2 separate regions of the Drosophila melanogaster genome follow, and region 2 is linked to region 1. A link is a contact called in public Hi-C data. All regions are on one chromosome and are shown on one strand. The core of a region is the stretch at or near the end of the contact, and the rest is flanking DNA. Distances in the headings are between cores, read along the strand shown.

Region 1 (6,658 bases), core at 2,814-5,313:
TTCATAGAGATGCTAGTGACCACAATAACTCTACTATTGAAGTAAGTAAAAGGAGGAGAAACTTTATTATCAAATAATAAGTTAATTAAATTTCAGAAAAACTGAGAGTTTTGACAACTTGCTTTCCACTGTGATTGATTATGCAGATGTGGTGCACAGCATGGCCAGAGTGGTAAGTGGCTAGGTCTCCCTGTGGATAACTCCTTGGTATAATCGCATTGGTATTCTTTTAGACTAAAGGAGATCAGGAGATAAAGACCCTGCTGACTGCCTTGGAAAATGTCAAAAGCGACTTTGATGGAGCCGCGGATGTGATCTCGCAGATGCACAAACATTTTGTGATAGATGACGAACTTAAGTAGGTTTTGTTGGAAATATGCTTGGATTAAGTTATAATTCCAATCGATTTCTTATCCAGCGATCAATGGACCTCCTCCATGCACGGAAAGAAGTGTCCTTGCAAGACCAGAGCCAGTGCCCAGGCCAAGTATCTGGTAGAAAGGCTGCGGGACTCCTGGCAGCACTTGCTCCGGGATCGTGCAACGCGCACACTGACCTACAACGACGAACAGTTTCATGCCCTGGAGAAGATTAAAGTGGATCACAATGGCAAACGGATAAAGGCCTTGCTTTTGGATAACGTAAATCCGACAGTGGCACAAATCGCAGAGTGCCTGGCGGACTGGTATAAGTTGGCTCAGACCGTCTACCTTAAAACTCAAATTTTGGAGAAGGACGTGCGCGATTGCGAAAGAAAGTTGAACGGAATACGCGATGAGTTGTATCACGTTAAGTCGGAGCTGAAGCTGGATGTGGACACAAAGACCATAAACAACAATAATCAGCTGGCCAAGATAGAGGAGCGGAATCGGCTAAGGGTCATGCAGCAGCAGCAACAGGAAGTTATGGCTGTCATGAGAACGAACAGCGATATAATAAGTTTGCTTAGCAAACTGGGCATTACCAACGGAAGTCTGGAAAGTAGTTAGACGGGCATATCATGAAAGTGCAAGAATATTTTATTTGCCTTTACTTTGTAAGTTAACAATAAATGTTTACTTTTTTATATCTGAATTTGTAAAGCAACTACATATATTCCTATTGAAACTTGGCTGAATATCGTGAAAGAGTAAGATTTCTGTAGGTCATTAAATTATTTATTTTATCATGCTGAAATAAAATTAAATTTCCGATTATAGTTATTTAGTTATTGTTATTTAACTGTCTATACATGAAAAAGCGGACTAGACTGCATGGCACACACAATTTAAAAATGGTAGAATGCCCTATGGCTAGAATGCACTGTTTAATTGCTTATTTACATTCTCTAAACAAGTTTACTTTTGACGAAACTGATGATGATGACTCTTGCGAATGTTGGCTCCGTTGTGTTGCTGTCGCTGGGAATGTGATCTTGTGGGTCCATGTTCGCCGGCATCGGCCCGGCGCAAAACTTCGGCGTAGGATAAGTCTAACTTTTTAAGTTTATGTAAGTCTTGCGATACCGTGTTATGATAAAACTCGACGCCATTGAGCTCTATTACTCGGCCCCGAGAAGTTTGGGGAGTATTCATATTCTTGTTATAGATCACCATGGGAGAGCCATTCCAGTTGCTTGAGGATGGAGTTGTCCGTCTGCGGTTACTGCGTCCGAATTCAGCATTCAATGTATCCGTACACATCTTTGAGCTCCCTTGTCCACCACCACGGTTGTTCATGGCCAGAGGACTGTTCCTGGGAGTAAATTCCCGGGAGTTAAACAATTCGATGCGATCTCCAGATGAGCTTTGGTTTCGGTGCTTTCGTCGGTTCTTCTTCTTGATTCCGACACCTACGGTTAGATATTCGAGTGGTTCGCGCTTGAGTGGAGTAAGTATCTGGCCATTCTCCCTTATGGGTTTATAATTCGGTTCGCCGACAGTTGTTTCCTTCGAGGAGCTGTTTAACAAAGTGGATTGCGTTAGGGACGATTGGTTTTGTTGGTTTCGGACATCAAAGATGTGTTTTTTGGCTGTCTTCCGCTCCAGTTTGGTAACGCACTCGGACATTGCAATGGACTGGTTGGATATAACTGAGGATACGACGCTCTGTGTGTCGTCAATGAAGTCATCTGGAGATTCCTCCCTCTCGGGTGTTACCGGGGGTACTTTGGCCGCCACCAAGGGTAATTTTTCTGTAATCTGTGCGTCGTCATGCAGGGACGGAAGCTTGTCTTCTTCGTTATTATCAGCTGCCTTCTTGAGCACTCCAAATATCTCCTTGAAGAGTTCCCTGTACTCCGGGCGATTACGGAAATGAGATTCAATGGGGCTGACGTCGTCATAAATACTGAATTTACAATCGTTTCCATTACTTATTGAGCAAAGGAAGTAACTCGGTCGCTCGTCAGTTTGCGTAGACTTGTTGCTAGTTTCATCCGAGAATCCCGACGATGTAGTTTCTGATTCCGAAAACTCGGTTGGAGTGCGCTTACGTGTTGAATCCAACATAAGGTCAGATTCCTTTGAGCTGTTAACAATTGTTTCTGATTTTTTGCCTTGACTGGACTCGGTCATGGTCTTCCCATCTGGATTGCTGGTGAAGTTGCTCTTGACCGCATTCGAGGTTCTCTTCACCTCCACCAGAGCTTCATATTTCTCGACTAGGTCCCGATAAGGATTTGGTTTGTCGCTAGAGTTGGGATTGAGGTCCTCGGGAATCCGGAAGCGTTCCTTATAATCCGCACCACTATTATCGCATTTCGAGGTGCTTTCGCTTAGTATGCTGCGATCGTCATCTTCGTAGATTTCTTCGGTTGGGGCAATGGAGGATTGATCATCCATATTGGTGTTGCTTTCGTTAATATCCCTCAGGCAGCGACTACACATTTGGCCTTGTCTCACGTCGTCCAGGAGGCTGAACTCCTCGTGCATCGACATTGTTCCCTCATTGGCACTGTTCTCCAGCAGACGTGTCTGCAGACCTTGGTTGTCTTGGATTATGGTCACCAACTGCTCCTCCAGCTCGGTGCACCGCTGCTGTTCGGCCAAGAAGTCACGTTTTAACACCTCCATTTCGCTGAGCAGCTTTACCAATTCCTCGTTGTCTTCACCCTTAACGGCGGTCCTCTCGCACATGGTGGCATTACTGAAGGAGATATCCTCCAATCCTGTCGAGTTCGCTATGGCCATAACATCTAGTTTGGAGAACTCAACACTCTGCTCCTTGCACAGCGATTGAATGCTGTGACTGGACACAGAACCCTCGGTCGAATGCTGCATCCTATAGCGTTCCTGCTGGTACTGATCCACCTTCCGCCGCTCGGTGCTCAGGGATTGCCGAGCATCGCTCAGAAGTTGACTCAGTTCCTCGCAGCGGGCTTCCAGGACTTCCGTGTTGGTGGTCAGCGTCTTAATCTGCTTCTTGTCCCGATTCTTCTCCAGATTTAGCCGCTGATTGGCACGCTCCAGATCCTGAATGCCCACTTCCAGCTGCTCGTAGACCTTAAGCCGTGAATCATTCACCTCGGTCATCGCATTAATGTGCTTGCGCAGATGCAAGATCTCCAGTTCCTGCTCATCCCCCTTAATCTTGTACTCCTTGATGAAGGTTTCCAGCTCCTTATTGCGTTCCAGGAGCGTTTTTCCCAGCTCTGCTGCCAATTGTAGGTCATCGAGCATGAACTGCGATACGTTTTCACAGCCAGCCGAACCGTGATTGGATTCCTCCATCTTGGACTTGGACCTTTCTAAGCTTGGGCTTGATGCGAACTCTGGCGAAAATTTAAAGATTTAATCGATTTTAGTTCATTTAGCAGCAGAGCTTTGTGAGCAAAGCAAAACTCAAACAGTAATTACTTGGCAAATGTCCTCTCAATGGTGGAAAACTGCTACAACAGTAACTTTTTTACTGTTTCATCCCCAAAAACAAAAAGTATGGTATTGCAGCGAGTGCAGAAAAAGCCCTACGTACTAGGGCGCAACTGCATGTACGAATAGTTAATTAATGCTTTTTATTATACACAATCGACCTGCAGACAAAGAACCGAAATGAACTTCCTAGCAGAACCGGAAATAAATTTATAATAGGATTATTCGCATTAGGGGGATTCCTGCTCAGATAGGGCTATGATTTAAGCTCGCCTTTCTTATATAACCCCTCGCGAGTTGTTTGGGGAAACCTTGTTGGATTCTGAAATACCAGCAAAATGCACGGATGTATAATTATATTTTTGAGCTTTCATTGTCTTTGAAAGAAGCATGCAATATCATAATAGATCAGTACATGAATACCCATATTAATTATTACGCATATTTATAGTTGTCAAAATTAATAAATCCAAATTGTTATGTCTCCTTAGTAATTCCTTTGCTCACAGAAGCAAAATATTTGTTTGAACATTATTAATTTAAGTTACCCTAGAATTTGGCGTATTTAAAGTTCAGATACCATCTAAGTTTAAATATATCTAGGAAGTGCAACCGATAATGTGTGGGGTGTTAAAAATAAATATATATATTAATTATACAAATATTTAAGATAAGTAATTATTTGACGCTACCTTATCGCAACGATAGCTTGGCTTTAATTACCAACCACCGCCTGGTCACACTAAGCGGCCGGCGTTCTTGTTTTGATTTTGTGTTTCTTCCTTTTCTTAATTCGAGGACAGTATGAGCCCCCCGCCATGCTGGACGCTCTAATTCGGGCAGCGGAGCTTGTGGATCTGGTCCTGCTGCGTCCGCTGGCCAGCGTGATTGATGCAGTGATTACTGGCGTGTACTACTTCCTGTGGGGCAGCTACCTCGTCGGCTTCTGTTTGGTGGAGGGCAGCAGGAAAGGATGGAATCTGTTGAGATGCGCGGTCAGGAATATCAACGAGGGCATCCGCGACTTGGGCCTCATCACGCTAGATGTGGCGGACTACTTCTACGGCGGCACCAAAGGCGGGCTCAAGAATGTACTCGATTTTGGTCACTGCATATCCCGATTCATCTGCAACTTACTCATCGATCTGGGTGATGGCATCTTGTGGCTGCTGATGCTGCTGCCGAGGGCCATACTATTCCTCTGGGACTGCCTCCTAGACTTTGTGGTGCACTCAATCGTGGCCCATGGCTTGAGCTTGCTGAACAGTGCGTTCCGGGCCTCGATAGGATTGGCCCTGCTCCTCGTTCTCTATATGTTCCGCCGCTATGTGTACCTGATGCTCATCTACCTGCTGCAACGTGGACGCATTGAAATCTCGACGAAGACGCAAAGCGTTTACCTATGGACCCATCATAAATTGCAACACTTCATACACAATGTTTGGTATGTGTCAGAGAACGCAGGATCCGCGAGTCCAGAACGCTGTGTCGTGTGCATGGCTCAAAGCAGGAACGTAGTAGTCATGCCATGCCGGCACCTCTGCCTCTGCAAAGAGTGCTCCCTGCAGCTCGTGCTCCTTTTAGAAGACCGCTGTCCTGTCTGCAGGCACAACATTACGTCGTTCCTGTCAGTTTACGTTTGATATATAAGACTGCCAATTGGAATTTAACTTATAAGTAATTATGATTCTCAGAAGTTAACCAAATGTCTTTGGTTAAGACACTTGTAATAGAAAAAACAAATAATCTTTACAAAGCAGAACAGACAAAACATTTTAATGCAGCTTTCAATTCCCAGACACCTAAAATATCAAGTAAAACAAGTTAAATTGTTTTATGTATTTATTTCAAACCAATGAAAATATACGATTTGTTTTGTATACATTTATGTAAATACGGTTTGGTTTTGCGTATAACTAATTTGCTCAAAAGACAGATATAGAAAAAACGTTTGTTTTGGGCTTACATCGTTTAAGTATATATAATTAAAGATTAAATCGAAATGAAATGATTCGCTTTGCTTGTTATCGTATTGCAGAGTTAATTGAATTGCAAGTTATAGTTCTTCCATCATAACACTTATATGATTTGGGTTCTTAACTGGTAAATGAAACGATCAAATAAGAGTAAATTACACAACTGGCAATATAGCATTGGTAGTACCGATGTCTATCAGATAGACATTTGTGATAGCGTCTATAGGTTTCACCTCTCTTTCTGCTTTCTGCATTTCTAGTAGTAGGCGCATAAGTGGGCTGGATATACATAGCTAATGTACATACATAGCTTAGGTTATCTATTGTGTGGTTGGGGGTGTAGTGGGAAATAGCGCCCGATGTACCGATTGACGCTCTTATTACGAATAACATTATCTTGCGAAGGACGTCTAATTATGCTATATAAATTTAATTTGTGCCAATTTCTTCTGTTGCTTTTCAATTTGTTGTATAAAGCTTTATGCGCTGCATCTAGCTTAATTCTATCCGTTACATAGTAAAATATATATGTATGTTAGTGTGTATATGTATATCCTTTAATAGCAATATTAAAAAGTTCTCATTTAAAATTGTTTCATCGAAAAATTTCACGTTTACTCTTCTGTTTTGTTTTATTTTCTTTTGTTTCGTTTTGTAGCTGTATCTCAAAAATATGAATCCACACTTGACATTCACGTAGTACAATAAATATGTATGCATTTATAAAATTACAAAAGAACAATAACCCAAAATATATGTATATGCTCGCTCTGGGATGGCCATATCAAGCTATAGCTATAGCTTTGTACGCAACTTGTAAAAGTCGTCGCTCTA
Region 2 (6,658 bases), core at 1,662-4,161, 71 kb after region 1:
GGTGCTGAATATTATGCGGATGACACTGAATGAAGATTATGATATATATGAATTGGAAATATGTGATGCTTGTCGATGGTTGTTTATGGGAGTGACTGATGGTGGGAGGAGTATGTCTAGCAGAAATCGCCAACAAACTTAAACATGACACGCAACTCATTTAGCACAAATTTCTACCTTTTATACATACACCACCCACATTTGCCAGTTTTTTAAAGAGTAAGAGTAGTGTGTTTGGAACTGTGACTGAGTAAATTTGTATGTAACCATTCCAAAAGCAAATATAATTCATTACAACAAATGAGGGACTAACGAGTTTGTTACACCTAGCCGTTAAGAAGAGTGTTCATGTCACTAGAGTAAGCCAGGGAATTGGCAAACGGTTGAGGGGCAAGCTCCAATAAAAAGGCATTGTGGTTGGTGGACCCATTTTTTGGCACCCCACTATGCAAGCTAAGGGTTTTCAATGGGCTTGCCCTTTGACCCGTGCCGTGTGTGCGAATGGTCGTCGTCTGATTTAAGATTAAAAACTTATAAACTAAAAACACAACTGTAACATTGCCTGTGATTCATTCGATCATCTGTGTGTGGAGTGTACGCTGTGTGAAAGACTTGTGTGGATATATGTATGTATTATAATGATATCTGTGAAGTAAGAGAAAGCACCCCGCGCAGCAGAGAAGCGATATTTTTTTGTAAACATTTAAAGGATTGCAATTGAATGCACAAATGCATGAAGGTGTGAGCTGAAACAAATGAGAAACGTAACATATGGTACTGATTTTTATACTGAGAACTGAGACTTACTATATATACATACGAACAACAAATAACAACACAACCTACTTACTTACCTAAGGACTCACAAGGATTACTTTACCCGGGACTCTACGTACATACGTACAGACACTAGAACAATACTACACACGAAACGCCAACGCCAACTAGTGAAATTTACACCTCACCCACACATTGCCTACTTACATAACACCACAACGTTCATATGAGCATTCTAATCGAATATGATTATCCTAAATATACACTGACGATTGGAGACGCTGACGCGCGGTGCTTAAGCCGGAAATAAACTTAGTATATGTGCTACTCGGTATGCTAGTTAATGCTAACCTAGTCATTAAGTAGGGATGCGCGAGAGAACCTTTGATCACGATTGCGATAGGAGAGAATCAATTATGTTACGTTATCTAGTATGCTGTATTACCAATTACAAAAAATGAAAACCCCTCTGAATATCAATGTGCGGCCTAACTGTTCCGAAACAAATTGTATGACTGATAGTTTGTACGCGAAATCTTAGCAAATGTAATCTGTGTCTGTGTGCAAGAGCGAGAATAAAAGAATTTTGAGTGCAAGAGCAACAAGAAATGTGTTTTATTCCGATGAAATCCAGGCGGGGGCACAGCACATCTTGGCGTCTTACAGCTTGGCCCTCTCTGGAAGGGAAAGTACTCCCGAGTCGAGCAAATCTTTAAACTCGTCGGGCTTAAGATCTAGTTCGTCCATCCACTCCACCTGCGCACCATCAGTTGCCTTGGGCAACTTTCCCGGAGTTCTGCTTAGGACTGGAGCAGGACGTGGCGTCGCTGTATCCTCAGTCACCTCGAACGAATTCCTCTGTATATTGTGATCGTGTCTGTGAACCTCGCGGTAATCCAGAACGGGATAGACACAGGCGTCGACATCCTCAAATATTTGCGACCATTCAGCTTGGGTCTTGGAGAGGAAAGCCTCAGTCAAAAGCTTTCTTCCTCGAACCTGATGCTCCTCGCCAAACTGACTGACATCTTCGGGCAGTTCCAAGCGCTGTTTTAGCATCTCAAAGAACTGCGGTTCCAGGGCGCCCACGGACATGTAGCGACCGTCTTTGGTTTCGTACGTGTCGTAAAAGAATGATCCACCATCGACGAGGTTGTCACCGCGCTCCCTCCCCCAAATAACCAGATTCCTGGACATAAACAGCCAACTGGCCACATAGGCAGCTCCCTCGACCATCGAGGCATCCACTACTTGGCCTTTTCCCGACCTGTGGCGCTCCAAGAGGGCAAGGCAAATTCCCAGAGCGCACATCAAACTGCCGCCAGCGAAATCGGCCAGAATATTAATGGGTGCAGTGACCTTTTCGTGGCGCCTGCCCAGCATGGAAAGTACTCCCGATAAGGCCGCGTAGTTGATGTCGTGTCCCGCCCGTTGCGCCAGTCTTCCATGCTGGCCAAAGCCGGTGAGGCGGGCATAAATCAGGCGGGGATTGGCTGTGCACAAGTCGGTGGGACCCAGATTTAGTTTCTCCATTACTCCCGGTCGAAAAGGTTCGATGAGCACATCGCACTTCTTGACCAGCCTTTGCACCGCTTGCTGACCTTTCGGGTTCTTCAGATCCAGGCAAAGTGTGCGCTTTCCCTGCTGCAGTACATCCAAAGGGTTTTCCATCACCTGAACGAGATGGGAACATGGATTCAAATTCGGCGATCGGAGTTGTATTGAATTTAACGCCCAGTTTGTTTACCTTGTCGATGCGGGTGACTGTGGCCCCAAAGTCGGTTAGAATCTTCCCACAAAACGGTCCTGGTGCTAAACCCACGAATTCGAGTACCCTGATGCCTTTAAGTGGCATCTTTGGAGGAGTTTTGATGCGAAAAGTAACAAGAAAATTAAGTGCACTTTGAACGGCATTGCAGCAGAGATGCCAACTTGTAGGTGATTTTTTCTAATCTCACGAGACAAGGAGTCGAATGAAATAACTTTAACCTGCACCTCCTGTCTCTGCATGTATTTTTTTTGTTTTTGATAAAAATTAATCTTGATAACAAGAAATGTACCAGTGAAAGTTTTATTTATTTTCGTGACTTAACTGTCGAGCTCGACAACCCGGTGCTCTCGGTGCTGCCAACTGGTGTGAAACTTTTAATTCGCAAAAGGGAAAAGCCGCAACAACATTCAATCCCAATTAACTACAACTAACAGTTGGCCACCGCTGCTGGACGAAACCAAATTGACCGGGAGTGAGACCAGGACGTGACCCAAAAACGATGCCACAGCAACGGCGCAAGGTGGCCTTTAGCGGCAAGAAGAAGAAGGACCAGATGTTGCAAAAGCGCAACACAAAAGGTGAGAAAACCGAGATTGTGTGCCCACCTGTGAAAAGGGGCGTAAGGCTGGAAAATCGAAGCGGATGACTAACAATTGTTACGCCGGCAGGTCCCCCAAAGTATCTGAGGAGCACGCAGGAGTCGTATGAGGACAGCGATGTGCCGGAAACGACCAGGAAACTCATGGAGCAGCCTTTTGCGCGCGGCGGAAACCGAAACAAGAACGTCAATCGCTATAATTTGCAATTCTACCAGGAGGGCAAAAAGGAACTGGAGCAAATGAAACAAGAGGGCTTTAAACCGTTCGAGAAACTCAGTCCCGCTCAGCGGGAAGTGGACGACCGATACTTTGCCGGCTGCGACTTCCCAGTTCGTCCACCTTGGACGCTAACGGAGTCCAAGGAAGAGCTTGATCGCACCGAGAATCGCTACTTTAAGGTAGGTCAGTCTACTGGCGGCTTGGTTTATAATATTAACATATCCATTAATAATCTTTTGTCAGGAATACGTGGACGAGCTGCAGAAAAAGCAGCGTGCTGGAGATTCGAAGGAGCTTTCGCTGTTTGAGCTGAATCTGGAAACCTGGCGTCAGCTATGGCGTGTCCTGGAGTTCTCGGACATCCTGCTGATCATTGTGGACGTGCGCTATGCCACGCTGATGTTTCCACCCTCCCTGTACGACTATATTATCAACACGCTAAAGAAACATGCGATAGTGGTGTTCAACAAGGTGGATCTAGTCGAACCGCATGCGGTGGTGGCTTGGAGGCAATACTTCCGCGACCGTTACCCCCAGCTACCAGTGGTGCTCTTTGCATCCTTCCTCCCCCGATCCCGCAAAGGAAGTCAACGTGGTCCACAGGCTCATCGCAGGAGTATGGAAGGAGTGTATAATATCTACAAGGAATGCCAGCGCTATGTCCAAGGAGAGGTGGATCTAACAACCTGGGAGCAGAAGATACGAGAGGACATGCGTAGTGATCAGCTTGACATCCTGGATGAAATATCAACGGCCGTGGAGGGTGAACTCAAGATCAGCAGCAGCATCGACACCACGCCCCACGAGCACGTTAAATATCACAGTGGGGTCCTGACCATTGGCTGCATTGGATTTCCCAATGTCGGAAAGTCGTCGCTGATCAATGCCTTAAAGGGACGCAAGGTGGTCAGCGTTAGTCGCACGCCCGGACATACGAAGCACTTTCAGACAATTTTCCTCACCCCACTTGTTCGCCTCTGTGATTGTCCCGGTCTAGTCTTTCCCTCGAGTACTCCCAAAAGCCTGCAAGTGCTGCTGGGCAGTTTCCCCATATCGCAACTGGCTGTTCCATACCGCTCCCTGAAGTTTCTCGGCGAACATCTGAATCTACCACAGCTTCTGCGTCTCCACCTGCCCGAGGATTACGATGAGTGGTCTGCGGTGGCCATCTCCGATGCTTGGGCATATAAGAGGGGATTCCTCACCGCCAAGGCAGCCAGGCCGGATCGCTACCGGGCCGCGAATCATATCCTTCGCATGTGCCTGGCCGGCCAACAGATGTTGGTATTGCAGTTTTATCCGCCCGGATTTGAGGAGCGACGTGAGCACTGGCTCCAACATCCCGATGTGGGGGAGGTCAAGAAGTACCAGCAAGTCGAATTAGATGAGCCGGAGAGCGAGACCAACGGCGACACATCATCCGTCTGCTCGGATAGTGAGTAGCTAACAAATTTGAAAACTAAAAACTAAACTAATTTTAAATAAACCCATCATTTTAAGCTGCCGACAGCGAGGATGAAGACGAGGACAGCTCCAATGACGAGACCAATGCTGATGAGGAGGAATGTGGCATCAGGGAAGACGCACCCAGGTCTCGGAACGTGTTTGCTCTGCTGGAGGACGATTAAAAGTTGCATTTACTGATTTTGTTATTGCATCACTAGTTTACACCTATAATTTATTATTACGCTATACAATGTTTTGCTAACAATAAACTACAACACCAAGCTATGGAGGCAGATTATATGTCATCGATTTCATCGGATGAAATATAGTCCTCGCCGAGTCTTTCGTCTAGCGAGAGAAGCAATTCGATGGCTCTGTGCGGAAATAAAAACGTAATTATTGTTGTTAAGTGAAACGTGGGTTAAGACTAACTTGATCAACTGCTTTTCATATCCGTTCTCCTCGATCGGGGCCGGATACAAAGCCTTTTTGAGCAGCAGTTTCTCCAAATTGCTTCTTAATTGTATGACTACGTCGGCAGTTTCACGATTGCATTTAAAGCTAAGTATGAAATAAGTTAAGTTTATCCTATTGAAGGAAGATATGTTATACCCACTAATATGTCTTGGCCACGCACAGATATGGCGTATTTTGGGTCACTCCCGCTTCCACGCCATCTCCGAAAATGATCAGTGCCATGGGAAAAACCATTGTGGAGTCGAGCAGGAAAAGATCGGTGGACTTCTGCCGCTGAAAGTAGACAAAGTATGCCGAGTCGAAGCCACTCTCTCCGCTGTTCACCGAGGAGGGATGAAAGTTAACGCGGCGTCCATCGTCCGTTGCCATGGTGTGGATAGCGCGTACTCTATTCTTGATCTGCCGTGATTTTCTGCATTAAATTGTGTATTAGTTATTGCCTCTATTGTTAATAGGTGGTGTCTACCGCAAGTGAGCCATGTTGGGATAGAGTCCCGCTCCTATAATGGCCCTCAGTAGGGGAATCTTCTCAGAATTCTTATTGGATGCAGCATCCTTGCAGTTTGACGATGCCAGAAATCTGAAATAAGGTAAGTAGCTTAGTTTACACAAGGCAGTCATAAAACGAACCTACTTGTAGTTGTAGAGCAGCTCACTGAACTGATTCTTCATCCTCTCCAACTGCTGCAGTGTCATGGAGCTGAGGAAATTCTTATAGCAGAAGTCTCGTTCCGCGTGCGAATAGCGGCTATCGCGGTACGCAATAATGGTATTGTGCACCATCAGGTGATCGCTCCGCATATTTCGGGCCATTCTCCGCTTGATTTCATCCACTCGGCTCTCTTTACCCAAAGGCGAGTAGAAGGGGGACTTAAAGGACAAGGCAGCCGCCGCCGAAGTGATGGGATCCAAGCAACAGAAGAGCGCCGACATCAGGATCATTTTTCCCATCTGCGGATCAATGGGCAGCTTTGCCAAGTGCATGCCCAGTGGAGTAAGGGTGCCCGTCTGGTCCAACGCCTCAATGCTGTTCAATAAGCGGGTTAAATTATAAGTGTGAAACGAAGGGGCCAAACTATTAAACCCACCGCTTTAGCAGTTCCACTCCCATCTTTATGGCCTCGGGATTGGGGGCATTAATAAGAGTTTGCAGGAACCGATACGGATCGTCGATGTGCAGTAGCTTGAGGCTTAAAATTATGGATTCCAGCTTGGAGCGTAGTATCTCCGGCGTCGGAATATCGTCCATGCGATCCTCTCTAGCGCGGGAGAACAGATTATAGCATATGCCCGGCCGCACTCGACCTGCCCTGCCTCTCCGCTGCTGGGTATTTGCTTTGGTCACCCAAACCTCATCCAGCGACTGTAT

Evidence for each region. A called contact is a pair of places that touch in the nucleus more often than the background predicts.
Region 2: a contact with region 1 is called in a Hi-C map of the Kc167 cell line, with 3 times the contacts expected there. A contact is called at or near these places in 36 of 107 Hi-C or Micro-C datasets (the Clone 8 cell line, the D17-c3 cell line, the Kc167 cell line and 13 more) and 1 of 7 datasets of targeted methods (the Kc167 cell line).

Annotation. Positions count from the first base shown.
Region 1 is chr2L:20,677,783-20,684,440 of dm6, forward strand. Cen (Centrocortin) reads right to left here and starts at 4,064. Exons shown (of 2, transcript NM_136205.4): 1 at 3,837-4,064; 2 at 1,139-3,751. The coding sequence starts at 3,710. The coding sequence ends at 1,338. CG2617 reads left to right here and starts at 4,586. Exons shown (of 1, transcript NM_136206.3): 1 at 4,586-5,847. The coding sequence starts at 4,667. The coding sequence ends at 5,491. It overlaps IKKepsilon (I-kappaB kinase epsilon), which reads left to right. Exons shown (of 7, transcript NM_136204.3): 4 at 1-41; 5 at 97-172; 6 at 234-358; 7 at 419-1,197. The coding sequence ends at 989. It overlaps Hr38 (Hormone receptor-like in 38), which reads right to left. Exons shown (of 5, transcript NM_057771.4): 5 at 5,680-6,658.
Region 2 is chr2L:20,749,565-20,756,222 of dm6, forward strand. It overlaps Ns4 (Nucleostemin 4), which reads left to right and starts at 2,912. Exons shown (of 4, transcript NM_136211.4): 1 at 2,912-3,126; 2 at 3,217-3,545; 3 at 3,610-4,801; 4 at 4,867-5,091. The coding sequence starts at 3,048. The coding sequence ends at 4,994. It overlaps Amacr (Alpha-methylacyl-CoA racemase), which reads right to left and starts at 2,777. Exons shown (of 2, transcript NM_001273709.1): 1 at 2,525-2,777; 2 at 1,370-2,451. The coding sequence starts at 2,632. The coding sequence ends at 1,438. It overlaps Fs(2)Ket (Female sterile (2) Ketel), which reads left to right. Exons shown (of 7, transcript NM_001259182.2): 7 at 1-1,377. It overlaps Rhau (RHAU helicase), which reads right to left. Exons shown (of 6, transcript NM_001273710.1): 1 at 6,378-6,658; 2 at 5,924-6,316; 3 at 5,756-5,869; 4 at 5,429-5,701; 5 at 5,245-5,373; 6 at 5,015-5,186. The coding sequence ends at 5,108.